2 separate regions of the Hordeum vulgare genome follow, and region 2 is linked to region 1. Evidence: chromatin contacts called from public Hi-C data. All regions are on one chromosome and are shown on one strand. Each heading gives the region's core, a stretch centred on a gene start, on an enhancer-like site or on the middle of the called end of the contact. The rest is flanking DNA. Distances are from core to core; before and after follow the strand shown.

Region 1 (3,365 bases), core at 571-3,070:
TGTGGTAATAATCACAATATACTCCCACGTGCCTATCACAACATCCATGACCGCTTTATGCACTGAAAGTAAGAAACAATATCCGTTTCGAAAAAAAGAAAGTAAGAAACAATACAACAGAAGATGTTTTCTGAACTAACGTTTTATGTCATCTGCGTCCAGAGCATAAATATTGGCCAGCTCTTCTATTCTTCTGCTATGTGGTCGAAGCGCCAGATTCAAGACTTTGGGCTTGAGATAGTGGAGCACGATATCCTCGTCCGTGGGGCGAAATCTGAATCCTGGTATTAGCTGCCATGGTGTACTACTTGTCTCAGCAACTTCAGTAGACGTCTCGGTTGATTGCTCGTTGGGTACATCCCTATGTTCCGTTGTAATAATCGAACTATTCATGCTATCAGAATCGTCATTGTGGTCGTTGTTGCCATCCTCCGGTTGCTCTGCTGCCGAGCTAGTCGGGTCATTGCTGCTGCCACCAAGCTGTGTTGATGATGACACCATCGTATTGTTTGAAGTCGTCATTGTCGCCCCGCAATGCGAGTTGATATTGCTATCAGAACACACAATGTTATCAGGACATGCGTCTAAGTCTGTTCCAAAGAATTTGTCAGTCGTATCTTTGAATGTTAGCTCTCTCCAATCAGGTGAATCGTTGTCACTGTTGCCACCAAGCTGGGTGTACATTGACGACGATGCCACGGTAGCGTTCTCCATGGGTCGATGCAACAAAAAGTCTGCCGACCTCGTTGAAGTCGCCGTTGTCGCATTGCAATGCGCGTTGGTGTGGCTGTCGAAACATACACTGCTTTGATCAAGACATGAGTCCTTATCTGTTCCAAAGAATTCGTCGTTCGAAACTTTGGATATATGCTCTTTGCAATCGCGTGAGTCGTCCTCCTCCACGGGAGTTCCCTTGGAGGAATAGCCCTGCCATAGTCGCTCGTTCCATTGTTCAAAAAATCCCACGGGTTCATTCCATTGCTTGGAAAATCTTGCGGGGGAATCTAGGCCTCCGTACATAGTGCACCAGCACGATAGTTGATCCCAACCGTGTATGATACTTGGGTCGATCGAAATTCTTTCGGCATAATGTTTACTAAGCTCATGTTGTAGGACATTGCGGCAGAACTGAAACACCGACATGTCCGACGTTGAAAGGCACTCGTTAACAGACCATCGATATCGACCTCCTGCGCCCGTGGAAGTGCTAGGCTCTGTCTCCACGTCATTGTATGCCGCCGGTCTTTTTGATGTCATCGGATGAAGGTTCACGGTGGCTCGCCATCGGGTGGCGGTGCTCTCCTCCACGCACGGCAACGTGCCGTGAAAGTTGTCACCCGACCCCTCACATGTCAACAATTTGACATCACCGGCATGTCGCCAGGGCACAAAGGTGTATACACCCGGCCAGCTGAGCGTAGTTGTCGGCAATGTAATCCTGGCTATATAAGCCTGTAGTTTATTCATCGTTGCTAGACGGCAATTCAACTTTGACGTCGCTGCCGGATGAGGACGGCACGGCGCTCTTCTTCTGCCGGCGGTGCTGTCCTCCTCATCGTCCAAGCTCAGAAACATCTTCTGGCTTTGGCCGCCGGCGCGAACGTCTACGGTGCCGAAGGTATCCGCCTCCCAGCGATATCTTCCGTGCGTGCGGCGGCGCTGGAGCGGCCGGCAGAGGTACTGGAGGAGCAGCGGCAGCAGGATCACAAAAAACGCCTCGAGGAGCGAGCAGCCGTCGGCCGGCATGCTGCTGGATATCGTCGCCATATTTTACGGTGGAGGAGGTTCCGTGAGGATTGATGTCTGGCGGTACGTCGATGTTGGTCGCCTTTATGAGAGCGAAGGAATTCCGACAGCACGCGCCACGATCGACCGTCCCGGTCAGTTACTACTAAAGTTAGTAGCTCGGACTTTCTGTATTTTTATCATGGGAGAATTCGGGAATAAAGCGTTCCTTTGCGTCTACTAGTACGATCTAGATCTATTTCCATAAGAAAACTACTAGGGGAACTTGTATGGGAGTGGGACACGAGTTTAGTATATTGAGGAGTATTTAACAAAAACTATCATAATTCATGAAACCATGCCTACAAACTGGAGTACCACTTTACGATTTTGTTCTTTTTTTCCTAATCTGTTACTAAAAACTATCAAGTTTGAAAAGCATCTGATTCGTCTCGTTTAAACTCGATTATGACAGTGTTGGCCCACACGTCAGGGTTGACGTGGCACAATAATCAACTCCGTTAAATTGACAGTTATACTGACCGTTTTGACATCTAGGACCCATATGTCATTTCTATCTCTTTCCTATAAAATTTCCCATGGAGGAAAACCAGGGGTAGTCCCCGTCGCCGCCGCAGTGGCCTTCATCGGAGGCAGAGAAGATGAAGTAATGCGGCGGCGCGGCCGCATCCGCATCTAGAGGAGACAGCGCGACCTGCAGGCGAGGCGGGCGACCGGACGGCGGCCGGGGGCCTCCCCCGACGGCGACCTGCAGACGTGATGGCCGGGGCCTCCCTGCAGCGGCGACTTGCAGGCGAGGCGGGCGCCAGGGCGGCGGCCTCGGGCCTCCCCGCGGCGGTGACCTGCTGGCGCGGCGGCTGGGGCCTCCCTACGGCGGCAACTTGGCCACAACAATGGTTAGTGGGCAGGAGTAGGGATGGGTTAGTGCTAGGGTAGGGATGGGTTAGTGGGTTGTTAGAATTAAATGGGCCACTGACCACTGGGCTTGCATGGTTAGATTAATCTAACTAGTTACTTGTATAAAATTTAAGAAATTTACAAAATATTTACAAATCTGAAACTTACATGTGGTCCCTAGATTTCATAACGGTTAATTTAACGGAGTTGATTATTGTGCCACGTCAACCCTGACGTGTGGGCCAACACTGTCATAATCGAATTCAAATGAGACGAATCAGACTTTTTCAGACTTGGTAGTTTTTAGTCACAGATTAGAAAAAAATAATAGTTTTCAGGACAAAATCGTAAAATGATAGTTTGTAGGCTTGGTTTAAAAAATTGTGGCAGTTTTTGGTTAAATACTCTATATTGAGATAATAGGAGACGGTTTAGTTTTGTTTTTTGAGCATTCAGGAGACGGTTGGGGGCGGCGTTCCCGTGGCCCACTCCATCCCGTGCCTCGATCGCTGGGTGCGGGGTGGCGGCGTGGTTTCCGTCGCCGATAGAGCAGGGAGTGAACGAGGGGTGCCGGAGCGGCGGCTTTTGGAGCTTGGGTGCGCGGGGAGGGCTTTGCTGTTGGAGCTATGGTGGCGGCGACCAAGAAGAATTCGGGAGGGGCAGGATGAGGTGGAGAGACGCAAGACGGGATGAGGGGCGGGGCACACTGCACCGGCGGTAGC
Region 2 (3,365 bases), core at 470-2,969, 320 kb after region 1:
AGCCGGGCTTTGGAGTAAGAGCAGCATGTAGAAGGGGGAGAAACTCTAACCTACTCTCAAGGACATCGTGGAAACAGCACTCGGCATGAACAAATTGCTCCTCCTCGATCGCCTTGCACCCCTTGTCAAACAGCTCATTTGTTTTTTTCCCCTCCCATTCTAACTCCTCTTCCTCGGCCTCCTCTTCCCATCCATCCTCCTCATCCTTCTCTATCAATTTCTCCTTCTCATCGCCCACATCCTCACTTGTGTTTGGCAACAGCAGATCATGATGTTCGCCTTGGGTCATCTCAACGTTCTCTGAGGTTACGCCCCCAGCTAGATCTGAAAATATACATTATACTCCCTCCGTCCTAAAATAACTGTCTCAAGCTTAGTACAAATTTGTATTAGAGCTAGTACAAAGTTAAGACACTTATTTTGGGACGGAGGGAGTATATGACATTGCTATATCTAATTTCACAAAAGTCATTCTTGTGTACCATCGCCTAAACTTCATGTAGCTAACTGAAGTACTCCCCCCGTAAAGAAATATAAGAGCGTTTAGGATCTAAACGCTCTTATATTTCTTTACGGAGGGAGTATTACTTATTTTTGTTAAGCGATTCACAAGTCATAGGAAAGCAACAGGTTTGACGATGCTAGTACCTGGAGTGTAGAACCTCATGTAGGGAATGACTTCAGTGCCGCTGGATACCTTCTTGACTCGGCCTGAATTAATCTCAACTGTGAAGGTGCCAAGATCTGTCCCCACGAAAAAGACATCAACCCCATTGGCGCAGCTGACCAAAAATCTGGGGCGAGAGGGTAGCAAGTTCTGCAGGTCAACCACTCTGCGTATTGCACATTTCACGGCCCCGTCTGTGCCAGCCTCCATCGACCATAGTTGGAGCGTGGACTCGTGCAGATTGGCACATCCCAGCACACCGTCCTCCGTTGGCATAAGGATATACCCGGAGTTCCAACTGTGCATGGCTGGCCAGTGAATCATCGATAGTTCCTGGCTGAACAAGTCATACCGCAGGACAACATTTTCCTCAGTGCACAAGAAATAGACTGCATCTCCCACAAACGCATTGGGCCGACAGAGCCAGACGTGCAGGGGCAAGTCAGGGTGCTCACAAGACGTCACGGGGCTCCAGGCACGGGACTCGGAAGAGTAGACGCAAGCTTGTGCAATCCCATCGTCATCGGTGCCCACGTAGACCACACGGAAGGGGTCGCCAGGGCAGTCGAGGTGGTCGCAGCCATCGGCGGCGCAGAGCACCGCCGCCGAACAGTCCGGGACGGTTGGATAGTCCACGAATTCCGGCAAGGACAGCCGCCACTGGCGGTGGCCGACGGGGTCCCACACGATGAGGCAGAGGGGTTCGCCGTCCGGGCCGAGAGTGTTTGAGAGGACGAGGCCATGGCGAGCGTCGAGAACGAAGAGGCTGCACTTGCCGGGGTGGATCGGGAAGAACGGGGAGGTGGGGGACAAGGGAGAAAACAAGCACATTACCGTCTCGTCGTTCTCGAAGAACCCCAGCAAGGGAGGCGTGCCGTGGAACTCGCGGTAGAGGCGGGAGAAGGCGGGGCTGGCGAGGCGGCTGCGCCAGGGCTTGCACGCGAGGGAGGCGCGGAAGAGGCACCCGGGGTCGTCCGGCGGGAGGCGGAGGAGGATCTCCTCGTGGAGCTCGTCCGGCAGCGTCGCCGGCGGCGGCGGCATGGCGGGCGGAGGCGTGGGCTGTGGCCGGAAGGCAAGGACCAACTGCTGCTGGGTCTGCGTTCGTGGGCCATTTCACAGGCTCGGAGGGTTGGGCTCAACCAGCTCGGCGTGGGGCGTGGGGCGTGGGGATTTCTGACAAAGTGGGACCGGGGAGGCAGCGAGACTGGGACTGGTGCATAGTGGAGGAGCTGATTTCTTTCTCCAAGCGGGCAGTGGCAATGGCGTGCTACGCCGCTCTGCTGCACCAGCCGCCCGCCTCGCCGTCCCCGTGCACCTCAGGCCGCGCCGGATCCTGCCGCGTCCGGCCGCCCCCGCTCCACCGGCGCCGAGCCCCTCCCCTGTCCACCCGCGCCCGGATCTCCCCGCGCTGCTCCTACGCCGCAGCTGGAGGGAGCGCCGGAGCGGGCGCCGAGGAGCAGCCCGCGGCGGCGCTACGGAGAGTGCTGGAGACGCCGGGCGCCCACCAGGCGCCCGCTTGCTACGACGCGCTCAGCGCCCGCCTCGTCGAGCGCGCCGGGTTCAGGGCCTGCTTCACGAGCGGTACGTGTTCGCGCTTTTGCTTCTGCAGGAATTCGTCTCACTCCTATCATAGATTCATAGTAGTATATAGTGTACCATACTTCCAATTCCTGAACATCGCAACGGGTGCTTGCTGTGTCACCATGTTTCTGTCATTCTGTGAGACTGAATTGTGAGTGTTATACCTATACTGCCTTGTACACCACATATGCCATGAAGATGATGAAACCTTAGACTGGCGTTAGAATTTGCTCTTGTACTGGTCTATGTTGGCTAGGTTTCTGTTGAGGGCACATTAATCAAGTGGCATTGCACATCTCGGATCACCACAAGTTTGTTCTTCACTTGGTACAGTCAAGGTCACTCGGACAGAACTTGAAAATGGAACCAGAGAGTAGTAGTTGCTATGTAAAAGGAGATCTACAAGATTTCAATCCTGAAAAAATTAACGGCGTTTTGTCTTTCAGGATTCTCAATATCTGCTGCAAGGCTTGGATTGCCAGATGTTGGTCTCATCTCCTATGGCGAAATGATAGATCAAGGGCGTCTAATCACTGAAGCCGTATCTATACCTGTCATTGGTGATGCCGATAATGGTTATGGAAACTGTATGAATGTCAAGAGGACAGTGAAAGGATTTATCAATGCTGGTTTTGCTGGAATTATTCTTGAGGATCAGGTATTTTGATACTATGCCAATGTTGTGCTGTTTACTGAATTCTCAAGCTGTTTTGCTTCTATAACATATTTTATGTGCACAAACTATTGCATCACTGAACTTGAGTGCTTCATAAGAACCTAATATGATTTTACATATCCTGGTTGTGCATTCAGTTTCATGTTAACTATAATTTTGAATAACAACCCATGCTACTGCCCTAATAAGTCTCTGGCCTGGACCCTGGCTGATATCTCACATTCTTAGTATAAAATAATTCATATTCTAGCAATCAAGGATCATTTATCCTGATTTTGAACTATGCACTTAAACCATGTAATCACTCCATTTCCATTGCATTTTGTAGATATAGTTCTGTTCCTTATTATAAAACGACTGACGTTATTTTTATGATAAACCTTCTTATTCCCTTTGGATAAGTTCCTTCTTTAGTGATATGATGCATATAGTATTCTGAAG

What was found. A called contact is a pair of places that touch in the nucleus more often than the background predicts.
Region 2: a contact with region 1 is called in a Hi-C map of leaf, with 4 times the contacts expected there. The contact joins the promoter of LOC123427182 here to the enhancer-like site in region 1. A contact is called at or near these places in 2 of 6 Hi-C or Micro-C datasets (both in leaf).

What each region holds. Positions count from the first base shown.
Region 1 is chr2H:550,180,056-550,183,420 of MorexV3_pseudomolecules_assembly, forward strand. LOC123427181 (a long non-coding RNA gene) reads left to right here. Exons shown (of 4, transcript XR_006622373.1): 4 at 1-603. Among protein-coding and RNA genes, the nearest start is that of LOC123427181, 6.1 kb to the left of the region's middle. Within about 2 kb of position 1,821, at least 1 of the 3 cell types and tissues checked has open chromatin away from gene starts, as enhancers often do. A contact at or near this core is called in leaf, where this site is marked.
Region 2 is chr2H:550,497,543-550,500,907 of MorexV3_pseudomolecules_assembly, forward strand. LOC123427182 reads right to left here and starts at 1,720. Exons shown (of 2, transcript XM_045111161.1): 1 at 649-1,720; 2 at 1-324. The coding sequence starts at 1,708. LOC123427183 (2,3-dimethylmalate lyase-like) reads left to right here and starts at 1,872. Exons shown (of 8, transcript XM_045111162.1): 1 at 1,872-2,248; 2 at 2,695-2,906. The coding sequence starts at 1,927.